Linked DNA regions of Gossypium hirsutum: regions 1 and 3 are each linked to region 2. A link is a contact called in public Hi-C data. All regions are on one chromosome and are shown on one strand. The core of a region is the stretch at or near the end of the contact, and the rest is flanking DNA. Distances in the headings are between cores, read along the strand shown.

The links. A called contact is a pair of places that touch in the nucleus more often than the background predicts.
Region 1: a contact with region 2 is called in a Hi-C map of hypocotyl, with 3 times the contacts expected there. The contact joins the promoter of LOC107948934 here to the promoter of LOC107948928 in region 2. A contact is called at or near these places in 14 of 34 Hi-C or Micro-C datasets (anther, callus, fibers and 3 more).
Region 3: a contact with region 2 is called in a Hi-C map of fibers, with 2.7 times the contacts expected there. The contact joins the enhancer-like site here to the promoter of LOC107948928 in region 2. A contact is called at or near these places in 3 of 34 Hi-C or Micro-C datasets (fibers and leaf).

Annotation. Positions count from the first base shown.
Region 1 is chrD11:49,809,355-49,812,398 of Gossypium_hirsutum_v2.1, reverse strand. LOC107948934 (ELMO domain-containing protein A) reads left to right here and starts at 1,621. Exons shown (of 10, transcript XM_016883602.2): 1 at 1,621-2,136; 2 at 2,444-2,638; 3 at 2,736-2,841. The coding sequence starts at 2,498.
Region 2 is chrD11:49,482,917-49,485,882 of Gossypium_hirsutum_v2.1, reverse strand. LOC107948928 (protein GrpE) reads right to left here and starts at 1,655. Exons shown (of 3, transcript XM_016883595.2): 1 at 1,078-1,655. The coding sequence starts at 1,329. It overlaps LOC107948926 (probable ADP-ribosylation factor GTPase-activating protein AGD14), which reads left to right and starts at 1,975. Exons shown (of 13, transcript XM_016883593.2): 1 at 1,975-2,191. The coding sequence starts at 2,096.
Region 3 is chrD11:49,838,950-49,841,699 of Gossypium_hirsutum_v2.1, reverse strand. No RefSeq gene overlaps it. Among protein-coding and RNA genes, the nearest start is that of LOC107948935, 17 kb to the left of the region's middle. Within about 2 kb of position 1,304, at least 7 of the 9 cell types and tissues checked have an H3K27ac peak or open chromatin away from gene starts, as enhancers often do. A contact at or near this core is called in fibers and leaf, where this site is marked.

The sequences.
Region 1 (3,044 bases), core at 372-2,871, 330 kb before region 2:
ATTGGGCTGGTCTGATTTGGGCTGTTGTTATTTTTTGTTTTTGTTTTGGCACTGGGCCCGGGCAAAATGGGCTCGTACACATATCACCCCCAGATTGATGGCCAAAAAGAGGTCCTAAACAGGTGCTTAAAAGGGTATTTGAGATGCATTTTAGGGGAAATGCCTTCAGATTGGGTCTTCTGGTTGCCCCTGGCAAAATGGTGGTATAATACTACTTATCATCCTGCCATTAGATCACTCCATTTGAGGCCTTGTATAGCCAAGAACCTCCTTATCATATACCCTATTTGGCAGGATCCTTTCTAGTTGCAATAGTAGATCGTGGTTTACAGTAGAGGGAGGCAACTAGGAACATAATACGATTCCATCTAAAGAGGATACAAGAGAGAATGAAATAGATGGCTGACAAGAGGCACTCTGATAGGGAATTTCAAGTAGGTGACTTGGTCTATTTGAAACTTCAACCCTATAGGCAACACTCCATCAGGAAATGGGGTAATCCGAAGTTATCTCCTCGCTATTTCGGACCCTATCTAGTAGAAGCTAAGAGGGGTAAGGTCACATGCAAACTGACTCTACCAACTGATGCTCGTATTCACTCTACCTTTCACGTGTCTCAGTTCAAAAAACACATTGGCTCAACTCCTAGTTCTACTACTTTACCCCCTGTAGATTCTAAAGGCAACCTTGTCAAGCTACCAGTTCGCATTCTTGATAGAAGGATAGTGAAACAAGGAAATCAGGCAGCTACTGAGGTGCTAGTAGAATGGACCAACATTTTTCCTAAAGATTCCACGTGGGAACGTTTGAGCGAGTTTCAGCAGAAATTTCCACTGTTTGATCCTTGAGGGCAAGGATCATCTTCGGGAGGGGACTACTTGAAATGGAATAATTAGTAGTAACGGTTAACTATTTTTTTAATTCTGTTAATTTTATTATTGTAGCAAAACACTGTGTTTTTGGAATTAGTATTCTAATGAAAATGGTGCAAGGGGAGAATTAGATCAGTACTTGAAACGGTAAGTTTAGGGTAAGTAGCCGTACAAGTTAAACAGTGCTTATTGAGCTTATTTCTGTTACTGCTCGGTTGTTAAATTCTATTCGTTACTCACTCTTTTTATGGACCAATCAGAGAAGGGTGAGGTAGTTATGAAATTACAGATGGTTTTCTTCTTCATTTCTTCTTTCTGAATTCTCGTTCTCTCTTCTCTCTGTTTCTTCCTTTTTCCTTCATATTTTTGCTCGAATCTTCTTCCCTTATCAGGGTATTGGACTTTACATACAGAGGATGCTTATGTCAGCCCCAAATTCCCTTAAATATTAGAAAGAATAAGTTGATAGAAGCACAAACTAACTAACAAAAAGTTCAATATTTAAATAATTGAAAAACTTAAATCGAGCTCAAAGTCATAAAAATCTAGAGCTTATTTGTTAAACTAATAGGATCACATGACAAATAAAAAACCCATTTTGTAATAAGAAAAAAAAAGCTTCAACATAATTCATACACTATGTACAAAACGTGAGTTACTAACATCCCTAACAAATAAGAGACATTATATCAATCAATGAATTAACAAAATGGATGTAAAATAAAGGTAGACAGACAACGGACAACTCAGAAACTCAATAACATATACTAAAGCTCGAGTTTACCTCAAATATGATCTCTTCATTCCTCCATTATCATCTCTTACCTTGCTTATCTTTTGTTATTCATACACTAACTTAAGCAATGAGAAGCTCTCAAAGCTGAAATTCTGGGCCTCTTAATTTACTTTGTTTTACAGATCACAAGCCCACAAGCGGATCCACAGCTGGCCTCAACAATTAGTATGAGAATAATCATTATTAATTAAAATTGGAATTTAGAAGAATCGCTTCCCCCTCCAACTCAAACGTCCTAACGACCAGGAAGGAACTCTAATAACAATATATAAAGGACACATACCGGAGGGGAGGGATTGAAATAATAGAGTTTCAAATTTCTTAAAGCTCTGTTATTTCCTTATTTACTAACCTACCTTTTATTGTTTCTTTCTTTCTTTCTTCGGGGGTTTACCAGCTTTCCTTACACTTCTGGGTTTCCTCTTACTCTACGTTAAGGCCTTCTCCAAATTCGATTTCAATATTCCTGTAAGTTTTCTTTTCTTTTTTATCCGTTTTGGATGCAAATTTTAAACCTAATTTGAAATTTTCAATAGAATTTTGATGCCGAAATTGGATGTTTTTCTTCGTCATTTGAATTTCTGATTGCTTGCTTAATTTTTGTAATATAGCAGTTTTGAGATCCAAATTGGTGACTAATTTTAAATTTGGAAGAGTATTGTGTTGCCAACCATTTTCATTGCTAATTCAAAATTTGCATAGTTGCTTGTTTAATCTATTTTAGCAGTTCGGGGGATTTTGATATATATTTTGTTCCTTTTTTTTTCAAAAAAAGAAAGAATTTGTTAGGGTTTAAGGAAGAATTGGTGCAAATCTTGAGCTGTAATTAATGAGGCCTGGTGCCTTGCGAAGGCGGCTTGATCATGGGGACGTTGGCAGGATGAGCAATGGAAATTATATGATGACGGGATTACATGGTTTAGATGAACCTTTGTTAGGGAATCGTGATTACGATGGCAGGCATTCAGAGGTGATTATGCCATTGCTTATTTTAATTAAGCTTTATTGCAAGAAAGGGGAGAAAGAGTACTGCTAACATTAAATTTACCTTCTCCGATATGTTACAGGGGAAAACGCCAGAGTGTATTTGGGTTGAAGGGCAATGGAAGGAGCATTTACATTGGGCGGTGCTTTTGTTCACTAACTTGATTGTGCAATGGGCACAATGGATAGGTGAGATATTATCAGTGTTGTTTCTGTTTTCGGATATGAGATTTTACTGTTTGCAATGTCTATAATTGCATTTTCAATCTACTTGTATTATATTGCTTCTTTTGGTTGCTGGTTGTTGACTTCAAAAGTTAAACCATTAAGTTAGCCAGTTACTAATCTGTTGAGCATATTGGTATATTAGATTGTTATGCATGTAAATTGCA
Region 2 (2,966 bases), core at 406-2,905:
AAGATATTGTAACAGCAAAGTAATAAGGATACAAGGGGGACAGAATAAACAGCTTATCATCAAAGCATTCAAAGTCATAAGTCTTTTCTAAAGATATGCATAGGCAATATAGGAATAGGTAATTAATATATCAAAGTTCAGTTGTGACATTATGGCACAAACAACTGAAGATAGGTTACATTCATCTCTAGAAAGGAGCCAACCACCAAATTTGGCTATAAATTTCTATAACACCATGTTTCACTTTCAAGATGAATAGCATTGAACCAAGTATAAAGTTGGCCACTGTAAATTCAGGATATAACATGCCTAGAAGCCTAGAAACTACACAATAATTGTTACAAAGACAAATGCACTTAAAACTCAAGTCCTGATTCCCTTCAACCCAATCTTCATCAGTTTCAGCTTGACCTCATCCCCATGGCCTAAAAGAGAACAATCTCCTAGTTCATTGCTAGATTTCACTGATTCTTTTCAATCCACACAAATTGCTCATTTGCTCCTTCATGTGAATTTTAAAATAATTTGATTGGATTCCATTAAAAATCCCTCTAAACACTCCTAATCATAGAAAAGCTATGATAGCCACGAAATATCAAAAAGCTTCCGTGCATTAAACTATTTAGTAAATGGTAATTGGGAAATGCTAAAGTGAACGACATTATCCAATACCGTGTCGAGTAGCCACAAAAAGAAAAAAAAAGTTGATTGCCCCAACATTCGATAAACTATGTCTTATATCTATTTGAACATGGTGTGGGACAATAAACGTAGGACAACTTAACAATGCTCATGATAACTACTAAATGTGGGAAAAGTAGCCGTCTATAGTCGGTGAAGCATATCCAATCGATAAAGCTACAAAGAACAGAAGATTTTCGATAAGAAAATTCCTCGATACAGCTAAATTCTATACATTAGCAAGTTACCATCTTTTTGCTCATTTCTAGCAAGCTTCAACGTTAAGTTCCAACACCCATACATGATATTATCAATTTTTCAAGAAATATAACATAAACGTATAAACTAGGACAAGAAATTCACACCCAGAAAAAAATGGGAGCCATTGTAAGTTACCTCAATTTGGGGTTCTTGAACTTGTTGTTGGGTATGAATAGTGTCAGTTTCACCTCCAGTGGAAGCAAAAGGAACCAATTTGAGGAAGCGAAGAGAGGGAGTGAAGCTGAAGCGGAGGGGACGGCTTGAAGGAGGAAGTCTTTGTTTGAAGCAGACATGGAAGGGCTTCGAAGAGTTTAAGGAAAAGGTTGTAGCAGGTGGAGTTAGAGGAGGAGGGGACTTAAACGGCAGCGTCTTAATGAGAGTAGCCATGGGAGAAGAAACTATCTTGAGAATGCGAAGAGTGAGTACAAGGAGAGAGGGAGGTGTAGGGAGAGGAGAGAATGGGGTGGGTGACAGACAGATAAAAGAGAAAAGCTGAGGTTTGATTTCGGCCGTTGGATGATTGTTTGTTAAGCAGATCTTATCGACCGTTGCTTAATTGATTGATAATAACTATATTAAAAAAGTTATTTAAAATTATATTTAAATACATAAATAAATCTTCACCACATCCTCTGACTAAATTTTTTGAAATATATTTCCAATATAAAATTTCTTCTTCCACCTTTATCTGGTGGAAGGAGCAATATATCCATTCCATCCAATATGCGTTATAAAATTATTTAAATTTTAAATTTCATATTTTTAATAATATTTTTGATAAAAAAAATGAAAGGCACAGAGCGTTCTTGTCCCAATCACAGACAGCTGAGTATAAAACAATCAACATTTCCTTTTTCTTTCGGAAAAACAATAAAAATTCCCCCAAAAACCAAACCTCTAAAATTTCCAGTTTCCCTCGATGCATGCTGCAAAATAAAGTATCCGGGATGGTGCATATTTTATGTTCAGCCGTATATCTCTTAGAAGAGCAAGGGGAATAGTCACTGTTACCGGTGATATCGGTGATGGTTACCTTGGTTTCGACCAAAAAAATATTCATGCTGGGTTTTTATTATTGGTTTTTTGAAGCTTTTTAGGGTTTGTTTGAGGTTTTTGTTAATTTTGGAAGATCATTATTTTCTTATATTGAGAAATGGGAAGTAGAAAAGAAGAAGAAAGAAACGAAAAGATAATAAGAGGTCTCATGAAGCTGCCTCCTAATCGTCGTTGCATTAACTGTAACAGCGTGGTAAATATTTTCAAGCTTTTCTTTTAAATTTTATTTTATGAGGTCGGGTCGGGAGGAGGTTTTCATAGTTAAGGTGTGCTAGGGATGCTGGCAAAGCGTGGGAAAATGAAAAAAAGAGATGGGTTCTGAAATTTGTTCTTTTTTGTTACTTAAAGTCTCTTTTTAGTTGATGGGTTAAGCAGGATGGATAGAGATTTCTGGTTATGTAAATGGTTTTAGAAATGTGTTCTTTTTGGGGGTTTTAATTTTGTAAGAAATGACTTTAGCTGATTGTTGTGATAGTCAAGTTCTGTTTCGAGTCTAGGAAAGTAAAAAAAAAGGGAAAAAAAGAAAAAAAACGAAGGTGGATTTGAGGTTATAGAAAAAAAGAGATGGGTTCTGAAATTTGTTCTTTTTTGTTACTTAAAGTCTCTTTTTAGTTGATGGGTTAAGCAGGATGGATAGAGATTTCTGGTTATGTAAATGGTTTTAGAAATGTGTTCTTTTTGGGGGTTTTAATTTTGTAAGAAATGACTTTAGCCGATTGTTGTGATAGTCAAGTTCTGTTTGGAGTCTAGGAAAGTAAAAAAAAAGGGGAAAAAAAAGAAAAAAAACGAAGGTGGATTTGAGGTTATAGAAAATGTTTATTAAAATGAGTTTCTCGAATTTCATGAATACAATGCAACTATTAGTAATGAATTTCAAGATGGTAAATAAGATGTTTTAAAAAGGGTGTTGAAATTTGCTTTTTCGTGTCATTTTATAATTAACTTGGACTAACAGATTTCAACTTCCA
Region 3 (2,750 bases), core at 55-2,554, 360 kb before region 2:
CTAAAGTCAAAATTGGACTAGGTATTATAGCAAAAAAGGATGAGAGATAGATTAGAAGAAGAGCAGCGAAGATCCCAAAGTCAAAATTGGACTAGGTATTGTAGCAAAAGAGGATGAGATATAGATTAGAAGAAGAGCGGCGGAGATGGTCAGCAACGAAAGTTGGGGTAGAGGTGAGGTAAGCCCAGTCCTTGGAAAGGGATTTGAATCGCGTCATGGTTTTCAACTTTCTTCCTAAACAAGAAAAATTCATTCAAGGGTTTTATTTCTTTTTCTTTTTGGGTGTCTGACTTTTTGAAAGTTAGTAGGACATATTTGTTATTTTTTGAAAATTGGGTGGCTGTTTTGAAAGTTGAGTGACTGTTTTGTCATTGAGATCAAATTTGAGTGATTTTTTTGTCATTGAGATCAAAGTTGAGTGATTGTTGGTGTAATTTACCCTTATATATATTTTAGGTTCAAAATAACGCGGTGGCCGGTTAAATGCCAGGTCACTTTTCTGTTACATCTTAACGAAAAATGGTTAGAGAACTGATTTGTTATTTTTTAAAATTTGAGTGATTGAATTGAAATTAGAGTGACTATTTAGTCAACTATATCAAAGTTGAGTGACTGTTGATGTAATTTACTCAAAAAGAAATCACATTTTGAATTCATTCCTTAAACACTCCTTATCCTTTCCTTTATAAAAAAACCCCTTTAAAATAATAAACCAACTTATTAATTTCATTGAAATTAAAATAAATTAAATGATAAATAATTTCTTAATTAAAAATAAATATTCTTATTTTTTTATTTCACTTCAAATAAATCATAAGTAAAGGTGTTAATGATTGGGGTGGATATTCGGTTCTAAAGTTATTATATTTTATTGTTTTAAAATATTTTAATTTTAATTAAATTATAAAAATATAAAATATAAAATATTATTTATTATTTATTATTTATAGACAGCAAAACAAGTCGAATTAAGATGGAAATCAAAATTCAAGTTTACCCCAAAGTGAGGCAAACCACTTAGCCCTTAAAATTAGTTTCAATATATTTTAGAGTAGTAAAATTTTAAATTTTGAATATTCAATTAATCATTATTTTTCTTATGGATATGGTATGGGTATGATATGGAATAATTAGTAACAACAGTTAGCTATTTTTGTAATTCTGTTAATTTTAGTACTGTAGCAAAACACTGCGTTTTGGGACTTTAGTATTCTAATGAAAACAGTGCGTGTAAGGGGGGAATTGATCAATACTTAAAACGGTGAGTTTAGGGTTAGTAGTCATACAAGTTAAACGGGTGCGTATTGAGCTTATTTCTGTTATTGCCAGGTTGTTAAATTCTGTCCATTACTCACCTTTTTATGGACCAATCAGAGAAGGGTGAGGCAGTTATGAAATTATATATGGTTTTCTTTTTCATTTCTTCTCTTTGAATTCTCATTCTCTCTTCTTTCTATTTCTTCCTTCTTCCTTCATTTTTTTTACTCGAATCTTCTTCCCTCATCAAAGGTATCAAAGCCACACGATTCTCATGGCCAATGATGGAATCACTACGTATCTACAGAAGAACATGGGCTTGTTGCAACGTGAATTTTCTCAGCTTGATAGCAAATTGGATGCCAAGTTAGATTCATAGTTCAAGGACTTCCGCGAAGAGTTCAAAGGTGAAATCAGAAGAGAAATCAAATCTGAGCTGCATTTTTTCTTTGAGCAGTACTTTGGATCGTCATCTACTAGTGCTCACGGAATGGGTCAAGATCGAGGCAATGGACTCCTAGGAACACCCCCACCAGGGTTTCCACCTAAGGACAGTTTGGCTATGTCACCAACAACTGAGGTGGGCCACTTGGGCACTCCCTCTTGAGTTAGCATAGTAGATTCTATTGGAAAAATGTTTTAGTTACAATGTCCTCGATTTGATGGGAAAAATTTTTGAATTTGGTGGTCCAAACTAGAATAGTTTTTTTAGGCTGAGAATGTTGGTAAATCTACCTTCCAGATTGAGCATGACCATTCGAACAAGCACAGTTGAGCACTATCATGATAACTTTGTAAGTCTCTTGAACCAATTGCATTACTAGAAAGTTATGCATTAAGCATATTTGTTTACAACCATAAACCTGAGATTGGACAACATTTGAAGTTATTTAAACCCACAACCTTAATAGAAGGGTTAACAATTTCTCTTCAAATGGAGGATATTGTAAGCACTGTTCCTTAGAAGACTACTCCTATAGAGGGACACTCTAGTTACTCTAAACCCTTGTTTTCTCCTGTTAAAGCATACACCAACCTGAGAATTCTATTGCTTCAAGGGGCCATACTCCTATGGTTCCTAATAACAAAAATCCTTCTAAGGCCATCTCCCAATCTAAAACGGATGATAGAAGAAAGAAAAGGTTATGTTATTGGTGTGCATTCAAATATACACCAGGGCATAAATATGTTAAATCACAGCTATATCAACTGGTGATTGAGGCTTCCACTAAGCCAGCAAGTGAGCTCCAAATTCCTTCTCCTGAAGAGTTCCAAGACTGTCCTGTGAAGTTGGAAACCACAAAAGATGAATCTGACTTAGTAGCTCTAGTGTTGTCCTTAAATGCCCTTAATGGATCTCAAAGTCATAATATGATAAAGTTTTTAGCTAAAATTGGTCACATGGAGGCTATTATTCTTGTTAATTCTGGTGGTACTTACAACTTTGTAGATTCTAGGTTGGTGAGAAAGCTACAACTACCAGTAGATCCTAC